Regions from separate parts of the Xenopus tropicalis genome. Here region 1 is linked to region 2. The links are chromatin contacts, called in public Hi-C maps. All regions are on one chromosome and are shown on one strand. The core of a region is the stretch at or near the end of the contact, and the rest is flanking DNA. Distances in the headings are between cores, read along the strand shown.

What was found. A called contact is a pair of places that touch in the nucleus more often than the background predicts.
Region 1: a Hi-C map of tailbud embryo shows a contact between it and region 2, with 2.8 times the contacts expected there. The contact joins the promoter of lpin1 here to the promoter of e2f6 in region 2. A contact is called at or near these places in 3 of 5 Hi-C or Micro-C datasets (gastrula embryo, neurula embryo and tailbud embryo).

Annotation. Positions count from the first base shown.
Region 1 is chr5:139,120,011-139,125,514 of UCB_Xtro_10.0, reverse strand. lpin1 (lipin 1) reads right to left here and starts at 2,433. Exons shown (of 20, transcript NM_001079027.1): 1 at 2,108-2,433.
Region 2 is chr5:138,936,605-138,942,041 of UCB_Xtro_10.0, reverse strand. It overlaps e2f6 (transcription factor E2F6), which reads left to right and starts at 3,928. Exons shown (of 7, transcript XM_002942183.5): 1 at 3,928-4,149. The coding sequence starts at 4,066.

The DNA of each region.
Region 1 (5,504 bases), core at 1,184-3,683, 180 kb before region 2:
AATAGTAACAGATCCGCCAGTTCCCTCTCACTGTGCCAGCATAGCTATTTAAAGGGAAAGGCTTATGGGAAATAGAATACCTGCAATCAGAGAGTTTCTCAGCGGCATTCCCCCCCCCCCCCCCCCCCACAGTGCCTACTTAGCATTTGCCAGTCACCTACCTGCCCACCTATCTACACTGCAGTCTAAGCGTTGCTCAGTCATCTACCCAACTACAGTGCACCCTTAGCATTGCCCATCCACCTACACACCACGAAGCCTTAGCATTGGCCAGCCACCTACTATCATGATGCATTTTAGCATTGGCCAGCCACCTACATACCATGAAGCCTTAGCATTGGCCAGCCACCTACTATCATGATGCATTTTAGCATTGGCAAGCCACCTACATACCATGAAGCCTTAGCATTGGCCAGCAACCTACTATCATGATGCATTTTAGCATTGGCCAGCCACCTACATACCATGAAGCCTTAGCATTGGCCAGCCACCTACTATCATGATGCATTTTAGCATTGGCCATCCACTACATGCCATGAAGCCTTAGCATTGGCCAGCCACCTACTATCATGATGCATTTTAGCGTTGGCCAGCCACCTACTATCATGATGCATTTTAGCTTTGGCCAGCCACCTACATTCCATGAAGCTTTAGCATTGGCCAGCCACCAATGTATAATGATGCATTTTAGTGTTGGCCAGCCAGCTAATTACCTCCAGTTTAGCCTAGCATTGCCTAGCCAATTATGTACCTACAGTGCAGTCTTAGCACTGCCTGGGTATCCACCCACCTACTGTGCTAAAATGCTGACTTAGCATTGGCCAGCTGCCTACCTAACCACAATCTACAGTTCAGTAATGGCCAGCCAGCTACCTACTTAATGTTTAGACTTAGCATTGCCTATCCAACTCTCTGCCTACAGTGCAGCTTTAGCACTGCCCAGCCATATACCCACCAACAGGGCACTGGCCAGCGACCTACCTATTTGCAGTGTAGTCTTAGATCTATCCTACCACCCACCCAGGTCTGGACTGGGATTTGAATAGCCCCCAGAATCCAATCTTAAAGCAGCCCCCCGGGCATTGGCCTGAACCCACAGATTGCCAGTCCGGGCCTGTAATCTGGGCCTGGTTTTTGATGCCCAATTTTGAAAGGGAACAAAAATCACAACTAGCAGAGCTCCCATATGCCATTTAGGCATTGGATTTCAAGGAGGGCTTCACTGCAACTCATCAACTGTTACTGGACTACGAATCCCAGAGTCCTCCAACAGCATCTGGCTGTTCCTGCATAGTTTGTAATGAAACAGGTAGAGGGTCTCCCCACTCTGTATGTACTACTCATTGTTCTGTTTGCCCTGACTGCATGTAAATAACATACTCCATTTGTTTGCTGTTTGTGCCAAGCCAGTCAGCTTATTTCCATAAAGACACATGAATGAAAAAGGCAGTATATACACACACATAAACATGTCATAACCCAACCAACGGCTGCTGTTTGTTAAACTACAACTCCCAGGATCCCCTGAAAGCTTTTATAGCTCAACAGCAGTCATAAGAGCACAGATTTGACAGCCATGTACCCTAAACATTAATATATGCTGTACCTACCTACATACAGCTGCCTATTCCATTAGTATTATTTATGCTACTGATGTTAATGGCCCTGTCTGCTGTTTCACTACAATTCCCAGCATCCCCCAATAGCATATGTCCTCCAACAGCAGGGGGGCTACAAAAACCTCTGAGCTAAAACCATTTAGATAGGGACAGACAATGATGATAGATAGATGATATAGATAGATGATAGATAGATAGATAGATAGATAGATGATAGATAGAGCTGCCAATCCTACATGATAGTCATTGATAGCCAATGGCCATATCGTTTAACTACAAATCCCAGAATCCCCTGACAGCACAACAGCTGGAGGGGTACACACATTTCTCTGCTAAACAAACACAAAACATGAGCTAAATACATTTATCTGACAGCGGTCAGGGTATTAGGGTGGCCAATGGATTGCCCATTGGATTTTGTACTAATATTGCATTTAAAGGCATATTAACATTAGACAGGTAATGCAGACAAGGGCCCTGTTACTTACTGACAGTGTCGGTGGGTAGGGAGCCCCTAGCAGTCCCTCAGCAGATGCCCGGAGTGTAAGTGAGAGCGGTGCCGCTCAGTTGCAGAGAGTGGGCTGGGGGGGGGGCAGTGACACGCACAGTGACAGACAGCAGCCGACACATCAGCAGCAGCAGCTCCCATAGCCCGGGCTGAGCGCCGCTAAGCACATCCCACTCTGCCCGGCTGCTGCAGGGATCATTCAGTCCCTATGCACCCCCTACCCGCCAGCCTTACTCCCACATAGCGCCTTCCCCCGGCAGTGCCCCTTTTTGCGTAAGGAAGTGGTTTGTCCCTCCCGCAACCATGCTGGATCTTATTTGTGATTGAGTCTTAGGGAGGAGGCTGAGGTGATCAGGCCAGCCAATCAAGAAGCTGCATTTTCTCAGCCCAATGCTGGTTATGACTGGTGTGATTAATGAGTGTGCTTCTAGGGAAATAGTGCAGAGCAGTGGTGGGGTTAGGGGGAAAGGGTGCCTATGGGGACATAGTGCAGAGCAGTGGTGGGGTTAGGGGGAAAGGGCGCCTATGGGGACATAGTGCAGAGCAGTGGTGGGGATAGGGGGAAAGGGCGCCTATGGGGACATAGTGCAGAGCAGTGGTGGGGTTAGGGGGAAAGGGCGCCTATGGGGAGATAGTGCAGAGCAGTGGTGGGGTTAGGGGGAAAGGGCGCCTATGGGGACATAGTGCAGAGCAGTGGTGGGGTTAGGGGGAGAGGGCGCCTATGGGGAGATAGTGCAGAGCAGTGGTGGGGTTAGGGGGAAAGGGCGCCTATGGGGACATAGTGCAGAGCAGTGGTGGGGTTAGGGGGAGAGGGTGCCTATGGGGACATAGTGCAGAGCAGTGGTGGGGATAGGGGGAAAGGGCGCCTATGGGGACATAGTGCAGAGCAGTGGTGGGGTTAGGGGGAGAGGGCGCCTATGGGGACATAGTGCAGAGCAGTGGTGGGGATAGGGGGAAAGGGCGCCTATGGGGACATAGTGCAGAGCAGTGGTGGGGATAGGGGGAAAGGGCGCCTATGGGGACATAGTGCAGAGCAGTGGTGGGGTTAGGGGGAAAGGGCGCCTATGGGGACATAGTGCAGAGCAGTGGTGGGGTTAGGGGGAGAGGGCGCCTATGGGGAGATAGTGCAGAGCAGTGGTGGGGTTAGGGGGAAAGGGCGCCTATGGGGAGATAGTGCAGAGCAGTGGTGGGGTTAGGGGGAAAGGGCGCCTATGGGGAGATAGTGCAGAGCAGTGGTGGGGTTAGGGGGAGAGGGCGCCTATGGGGAGATAGTGCAGAGCAGTGGTGGGGTTAGGGGGAAAGGGCGCCTATGGGGAGATAGTGCAGAGCAGTGGTGGGGTTAGGGGGAAAGGGCGCCTATGGGGAGATAGTGCAGAGCAGTGGTGGGGTTAGGGGGAGAGGACGCCTATGGGGACATAGTGCAGAGCAGTGGTGGGGTTAGGGGGAGAGGGCGCCTATGGGGAGATAGTGCAGAGCAGTGGTGGGGTTAGGGGGAAAGGGCGCCTATGGGGACATAGTGCAGAGCAGTGGTGGGGTTAGGGGGAAAGGGCGCCTATGGGGACATAGTGCAAAGCAGTGGTGGGGTTAGGGGGAAAGGGCGCCTATGGGGACATAGTGCAGAGCAGTGGTGGGGTTAGGGGGAGAGGGTGCCTATGGGGACATAGTGCAGAGCAGTGGTGGGGTTAGGGGGAAAGGGTGCCTATGGGGACATAGTGCAGAGCAGTGGTGGGGTTAGGGGAAAAGGGTGCCTATGGGGACATAGTGCAGAGCAGTGGTGGGGTTAGGGGGAAAGGGCGCCTATGGGGACATAGTGCAGAGCAGTGGTGGGGTTAGGGGGAAAGGGCGCCTATGGGGACATAGTGCACAATAGTAGTAGGATTTGGGGATTTGCTATAGTAATAGTGCCCAATACTGGTAGGTTGGGGGGCAGAGTATGTGCTACTGTAATAGTGCCCAATACTGGTAGGTTGGGGGGCAGGGTATGTGCTACTGTAATATTGCCCAATACTGGTAAGTTGGGGGGCAGGGTATGTGCTACTGTAATAGTGCCCAATACTGGTAGGTTGGGGGGCAGAGTATGTGCTACTGTAATAGTGCCCAATACTGGTAGGTTGGGGGCAGGGTATGTGCTACTGTAATAGTGCCCAATACTGGTAGGTTGGGGGGCAGAGTATGTGCTACTGTAATATTGCCCAATACTGGTAGGTTGGGGGGCAGGGTATGTGCTACTGTAATAGTGCCCAATACTGGTAGGTTGGGGGGCAGGGTATGTGCTACTGTAATAGTGCCCAATACTGGTAGGATGGGGGGGTATGTGCTACTGTAATAGTGCCCAATACTGGTAGGATGGGGGGGTATGTGCTACTGTAATAGTGCCCAATACTGGTAGGTTGGGGGCAGGGTATGTGCTACTGTAATAGTGCCCAATACTGGTAGGATGGGGGGGTATGTGCTACTGTAATAGTGCCCAATACTGGTAGGATGGGGGGGTATGTGCTACTGTAATAGTGCCCAATACTGGTAGGTTGGGGGGCAGAGTATGTGCTACTGTAATAGTGCCCAATACTGGTAGGTTGGGGGCAGGGTATGTGCTACTGTAATAGTGCCCAGTACTGGTAGGTTGGGGGGCAGGGTATGTGCTACTGTAATAGTGCTGAATACTGGTGGGAATACTGGTGGGATGGGGGGATATGTGCTACTAAAATAGCGCCCAATACTGGGGGGATGTGGGGTATGTGTTACTGTATTAGGATACAATACTGGTAGGATGAAGGGGTTATGTGTACTGGTAGGATGGGCTGCTGAAAATGAGTTAGTGCACAATACTGAAAGGATGGGGGATATGGGCTACTGAAATAGTGGCCAATATTTGTAGGATGGGAGGATATGTAATACTAAAATAGTGCCCAATGCTGATAGGATGTATGTGCTACTGTTATAGGCACACCACTGGTAGACTGTGGTTTTTGCGCAAGGAATTGAGTTTCACAACTTTTCTGCAACTTTTTTCTGCAGAAACTTTTTCAGTTCAGACTTATTAGTAAGTGTAAGACATTTGTGGAAGTGAGTTTATTCAAATTTTTAAAAAATAAAAAAATTAGGAATGTTAGTGTTTTAGTAAATTATTTATACTAAGTACAGGTTTGGGATCTGTTAATCGGAAACCCAATATCCAGAAAGCTCCAAATTACGGGAAGCCTGTCTCCTACAGACTCCATTTTAATCAAATATTCTGTATAAATAAACATAAATAAGGCTAAAAGCAACCCTAACTGTACCTGCACTTCCTATATTCAGTTACCCTTAGCATTTCTGACTCTCAGCCGAGCCAGAAGTAGTAACAGTCTAAACATGTAAATATCTCAGAAATGGCTGAA
Region 2 (5,437 bases), core at 2,679-5,178:
GATCAGAATCTGCTAAACACATTGTCCTTGATCGGATGCAACTTAATAGAATATTGCCTTGCTTCTAAGGGTTCAATAAATTGATGACAGTAAGTTGGTTCTAGAATGTAAAGAAGGAAACATAAACCCTCAAAACAAATAATATACAGTTGGTCAGAGTGTACCATTAACCATAACAGAATGGGTTCAGAGAGATCTCAGCATATGTTTCGGGGCAACCTCCTTCTTCAAGTGCTTTAGGTTATGGGGGTACATTTATAGTTCTTCTATGAGCAGCAGAAAGAACAAATAGAGCATCACTTAAAGATTTGTTCCTGTATATAGCCATATGCATGGACTTACGTATGGTTCTAAGATGCTCAGAGTGATCTTCTGAGCACTTTAGCAATTTATAATATTGTTTGTTCTCTAATTTTCAAGATATTAGTTTTTTCCTTTTACAATAGAATGAATCTGAAAATACGGCGCCACCTGCTGTGCTTTTCAGTCATTAGAAAATTGAGGTATTAAACAAGTTTAGTTGAGCTGTTGCTCAGAAAATGAAGTTATTGCGTAAAGAAGAGTCATTTGATGTTTCTCTGGCCAGTATTAAAAAGAGCAGCAGACTTTCCTATGCTCACTAACTTAATTTTAACTTAATCTGAAATGACATTGTTGTTTCAAATTCATTATATTAGAAGTGGTTTAAAGTTTTTACACTAATTTTCCTGATCTCTGTACTAGAACCACTATATGTTTCTCCAAAGTAGACAAAGCCAAACATTCACAGGGAACAGTGGATAATTAAAAGTAAACAGGGGAAGTAGATTCTGTAAGTGCTTTGGGTAATGGCACAAAGGGAGACTATATATCTGCGCTACCGTGGGCAACAAATCTTCCCTTGGGCAATTCCCCTAAAGGTTCCCAGAAACACAGTAGGTTCCTGACCAATAAGCTGCTGGTCAATGGAGCAAAGCTATTTCATACAATAAGCCTTTGTGTGTCGAGGTTTTAGAAATTTGGTTAACCGATACATGTTTTGCTGTTGGCTATTTAGCTTTGGAACAGATGATTCTTGCTAAAAAAAAAAAAAAAGCTTTTATTATTAAATATAATTAGAACACAAGCTGTTTTAGTCACTGGGGGGCGGTCAATATGAATTTAATTTTCTATAAAACACTATGACAACATTGCCTGTACCCTAAAGCCTATGGAACATGGAAAGTCTGCGTGCCATAGATACAAGAACCCTGGATTAGCAATATCATAGCATAAAACACAAAAATGTTGCTTTTAATCATTTAATTTTATTTAACAAATGGTTATCCTGCCACCTAGTGGCATTGCAGGACTTTACTGGATTCTGGGCAATGTGATGCAGGTCTCCCAGTGGGCCCGACAGGGTAAGCAAGCTCCATTGCAGCTGCACCTCCTGCTACCCTGGTAGTTATACCATGGTTTGTAAATTACAACAAAAGAGATGTTCTGCATAAATATGTCAGAAAAAAGAAATATATGAGAGACCACTGCAGTTTTCATTCTGCTATGCAGCCGTCCTTCAACTTTTCTTGCCCATGGGAAACAGACTGCACAGACATAAAGGAGTTGTTCACCTTTGAGTAAACATTTCGTTTGATGCAAAGAGTAATATTCTGAGACAATTTGCAACTGGTCTTCATTTTTATAATTTATAGTTTTTTAGTTACTTTATTTTCAGTTCATTTCAGTTTAGTCTCCAGTTTGGAGTTTCAGCAGCTATTTAGTTGCTAGGGTCCTAGTTACCTTAGCAACCAGGAAGTGGTTTGAATGAGAGACTGGTATATGAAATGGAGAGGGCCTGAATAGAAAAGAAAGTTACAAAAAGTAACAATAAGACTGCAGCCTCACAGAGCAACTGTTGTTTAAAAACTGCAGAGTCAGAAGAAGAAGCAAATAATTCAAAAACTCTAAAAACTAAATAATGAAGATTTTGAAAAATTTAGAAAATTTGCTTAGAAATGGCCATTCTATAAAATACTAAAAGTTAATCATTTCGGACAGGCAGCACCTATTGTGGGATAGAGTGCTACTGTATTCTAATATTAGACCATTTCTACGGATCTGATGCCAACCTCAACCTTTTTTCCCCTTTAATGCAAAACAAAATCTGGCTGAGCTTCCTTACTACATCTAAGGAGCAGAATTTTCAAGATATGAGATGAGATTTTACCACAGAAAAACTCCTTTCCTATGGGAGTTTTAGAAGCGTTTTTATCAAATGGTGAACTCTAAAAAGTGTATTTATTAGTTGGTGAAAGTTAAAGTCTCATAGGAATGAATATAAAGTGGGTGATTTTTTTCTGTGGTAAACTCTAATTCCATTTTGATAAATCTACCCCTAAGTCTTTTACTCCATAGTATTCCTAGGTACTTTCTTACCATTGTTCACCTTAGGCTCATTTAGACTATAAGAAACTTTTGCATCAGGGCTGCATTTCCAGACTGAGATTCAACAGGCCCTGGAATGTCAAGTACAGGAAGGGCCCACAATATATTTGCTACAATCCACAGATTGCGGTCTGGGCCTGCAGGACTGTCAACTGTCAGCCATCACATATGGAGAGCAGACATCCTCCATTGCCCGTAAATTCAAGAGACATCGTTTTTTCCCTGCCAACACTTGGAGCATCTCTGAGCAATGTTTCCAGACTGCAGAACAAGGAAACAAAATTGTAAAGGTAAAGCTGAAAAGTTGAGGGGAGAGCAAACAAAAAAAAGACATGTTGGGGAAGAAGGGAGGATCAGTCCTGGTAATCTCCCAACCCTCAAAGTGCAACAATATCTGGCCCTTGCTCTCTAAAGCTGGCCATACTCGCACCGATACTATTGTACGAAACCTCGTTTCGTACGATATTCGGTGCGTGTATGGCATGTAGGCAAGTCGACTGATATCGCAGGAAGCTGCTGATATCGGTCAACTCGCCGATCGGCCAGGTTAGAAAATTTTGATAGGGTGCCATAGAAGGCGCCTGACCAAAATCTGCCGTCAGGGCTGAATCGGCAGAAGGAGGTAGAAATCCTATTGTTTCTACCTCCTTATCTGCTGTTTCAGCCCTGAACGGTGTGTGGCGGATCTGACGATGTTTCGTGCGACCATGTGGCCACCTTTAAGCTGCCCATTACAGGCTGATTAAATGTACACACTGCAGCCCACCAAACCAGACACCTTGAACGACCAATATCTGGCTTATGGAGTTCGACAACAGGGTTGTGTCTTTTTAAACAAACCCTAAACATACATGTATATAGAACAGCCCTGTCTGGATTCTATTGACCTACATGGGTTTGTGTCACTTGTACACATTGTCTCAGGACAATCATTTTATAGCTCGCAGTTAAAACCACTCACTGGGGATATTTAGCAAAGAGAAGCGAGTAAAGAAAAAGGACTGGAAGGTACTGAAATGCTTCTGTGCAATTAGTCTTCTTTTAAAAATCAGCAACACAGCTATGAACATAAACAGGCCCAGACTACTCCCCCCAGCAGCCCAATAAATAGTAACATGGCACCTTACAGCAGCCCCTCTGGCATTTGCCAGAACCCACAGATTGCCAGTCTGGGCCCAAGCAAAGACACGCTGGTTAATCCTGGGCAGAACAACACCGACCCAGTAGCCCACAGGTACCACTGATTAGTTTTTATGCAGTTACAGCAAAAGCAGCAACCTGATTGGCTGCCCTGGATTACTGTGCAAGTTTCCCCAGAGTTGCTACATAAGCCTCACAGCTCCGTCCCCCATAATATCAGTTAGCAGCTAAGGAGCAGCTATTAAGTAGCAGGACTGAGCAGTTTCATTCCCCCTTAGACTTCAGTCACCGCATGAAGCAACACCAGGCGCCAACCCGAGCTCGCTACGCCTTAAACCCTCGCCCACAAGTGCTGATAGGCTGACTCGCCATGACGACATGATTGCGCGACGCAGAACCCTCGCCCACAAGCGCTGATAGGCTGACTCGCCGTGACGACATGATTGCGCGCCGCAGAGCATGTCAGGTGACTGTCCCACGGTTCTGCGTGTGTGAGAATTCCCGCGGGTTCCTGGTAACATGTCTTCCCCGTCGCCGGAGCTTTTCAGCCCACTTCCCGCGGCCACAACGAGTGACTTGGTTGAAGCAGAGGAAGTAGTGAAGGTGAGAGCCGTGCACCTTCCCTCGCTGGTGTGTTCTGTGTTCCCAGCATGCACAGCGGTGTTATACAGCCGCAGGGATATAATCATTTATTAACTTGTGATGTCACTTGTGTATGTTATACATCTGTTGTGTTTCATTTAGCCTTAGCTACACAGTCTGCTGCTTCGCTCTCACAGTTGGCAGGGCTGCTGCTATACATGCCCCAGTGGGCCCTTAGGGGAGGCTCCTGTTACCATTGTCACCTACCTATAGTATATTCCCCAGGGATGTACCATTGTCACCTACCTATAGTATATTCCCCAGGGATGTACCATTGTCACCTACCTATAGTATATTCCCCAGGGATGTACCATTGTCACCTACCTATAGTATATTCCCCAGGGATGTACCATTGTCACCTACCTATAGTATATTCCCCAGGGATGTACCATTGTCACCTACCTATAGTATATTCCCCAGGGATGTACCATTGTCACCTACCTATAGTATATTCCCCAGGGATGTACCATTGTCACCTACCTATAGTATATTCCCCAGGGATGTACCATTGTCACCTACCTATAGTATATTCCCCAGGGATGTACCATTGTCACCTACCTATAGTATATTCCCCAGGGATGTACCATTGTCACCTACCTATAGTATATTCCCCAGGGATGTACCATTGTCACCTACCTATAGTATATTCCCCAGGGATGTACCATTGTCACCTACCTATAGTATATTCCCCAGGGATGTACCATTGTCACCTACCTATAGTATATTCCCCAGGAATGTACCATTGTCACCTACCTATAGTATATTCCCCAGGGATGTACCATTGTCACCTACCTATAGTATATTCCCCAGGGATGTACCATTGTCACCTACCTATAGTATATTCCCCAGGGATGTACATCCTGCAGTCCTATAGCTCTTGTTCAGCTGTTTTGCCTTTACTCATAGTTTGTTAGAGTCGTTCTGAGTGTTGTAATTCAGCAAGAACCTAATGGTTGCAGCTAAAATTACTTGTAATTCCCTTTACCTGCTATTAAAACACACACTTAGAGAATGTGAAGTCCATTTTTTTCTTCCATGCATTTAACCTGTACGTTAACTTTTAGCATGTTGAATGGCATATTCTCAGCAACATTTCATTTCATTTGGTCTTCTTTTTTTTTTTTTTTATAGAGTTATTTTCTTTCCCCTTCTGCTCTCAGCTCTCAAATGGGGGTCACTGACCCCTGCAGCTGAAAATCATTTGCTTTCAGTCCCCCTGTGATTCATATTTAAGCCACTGACTGGTTGC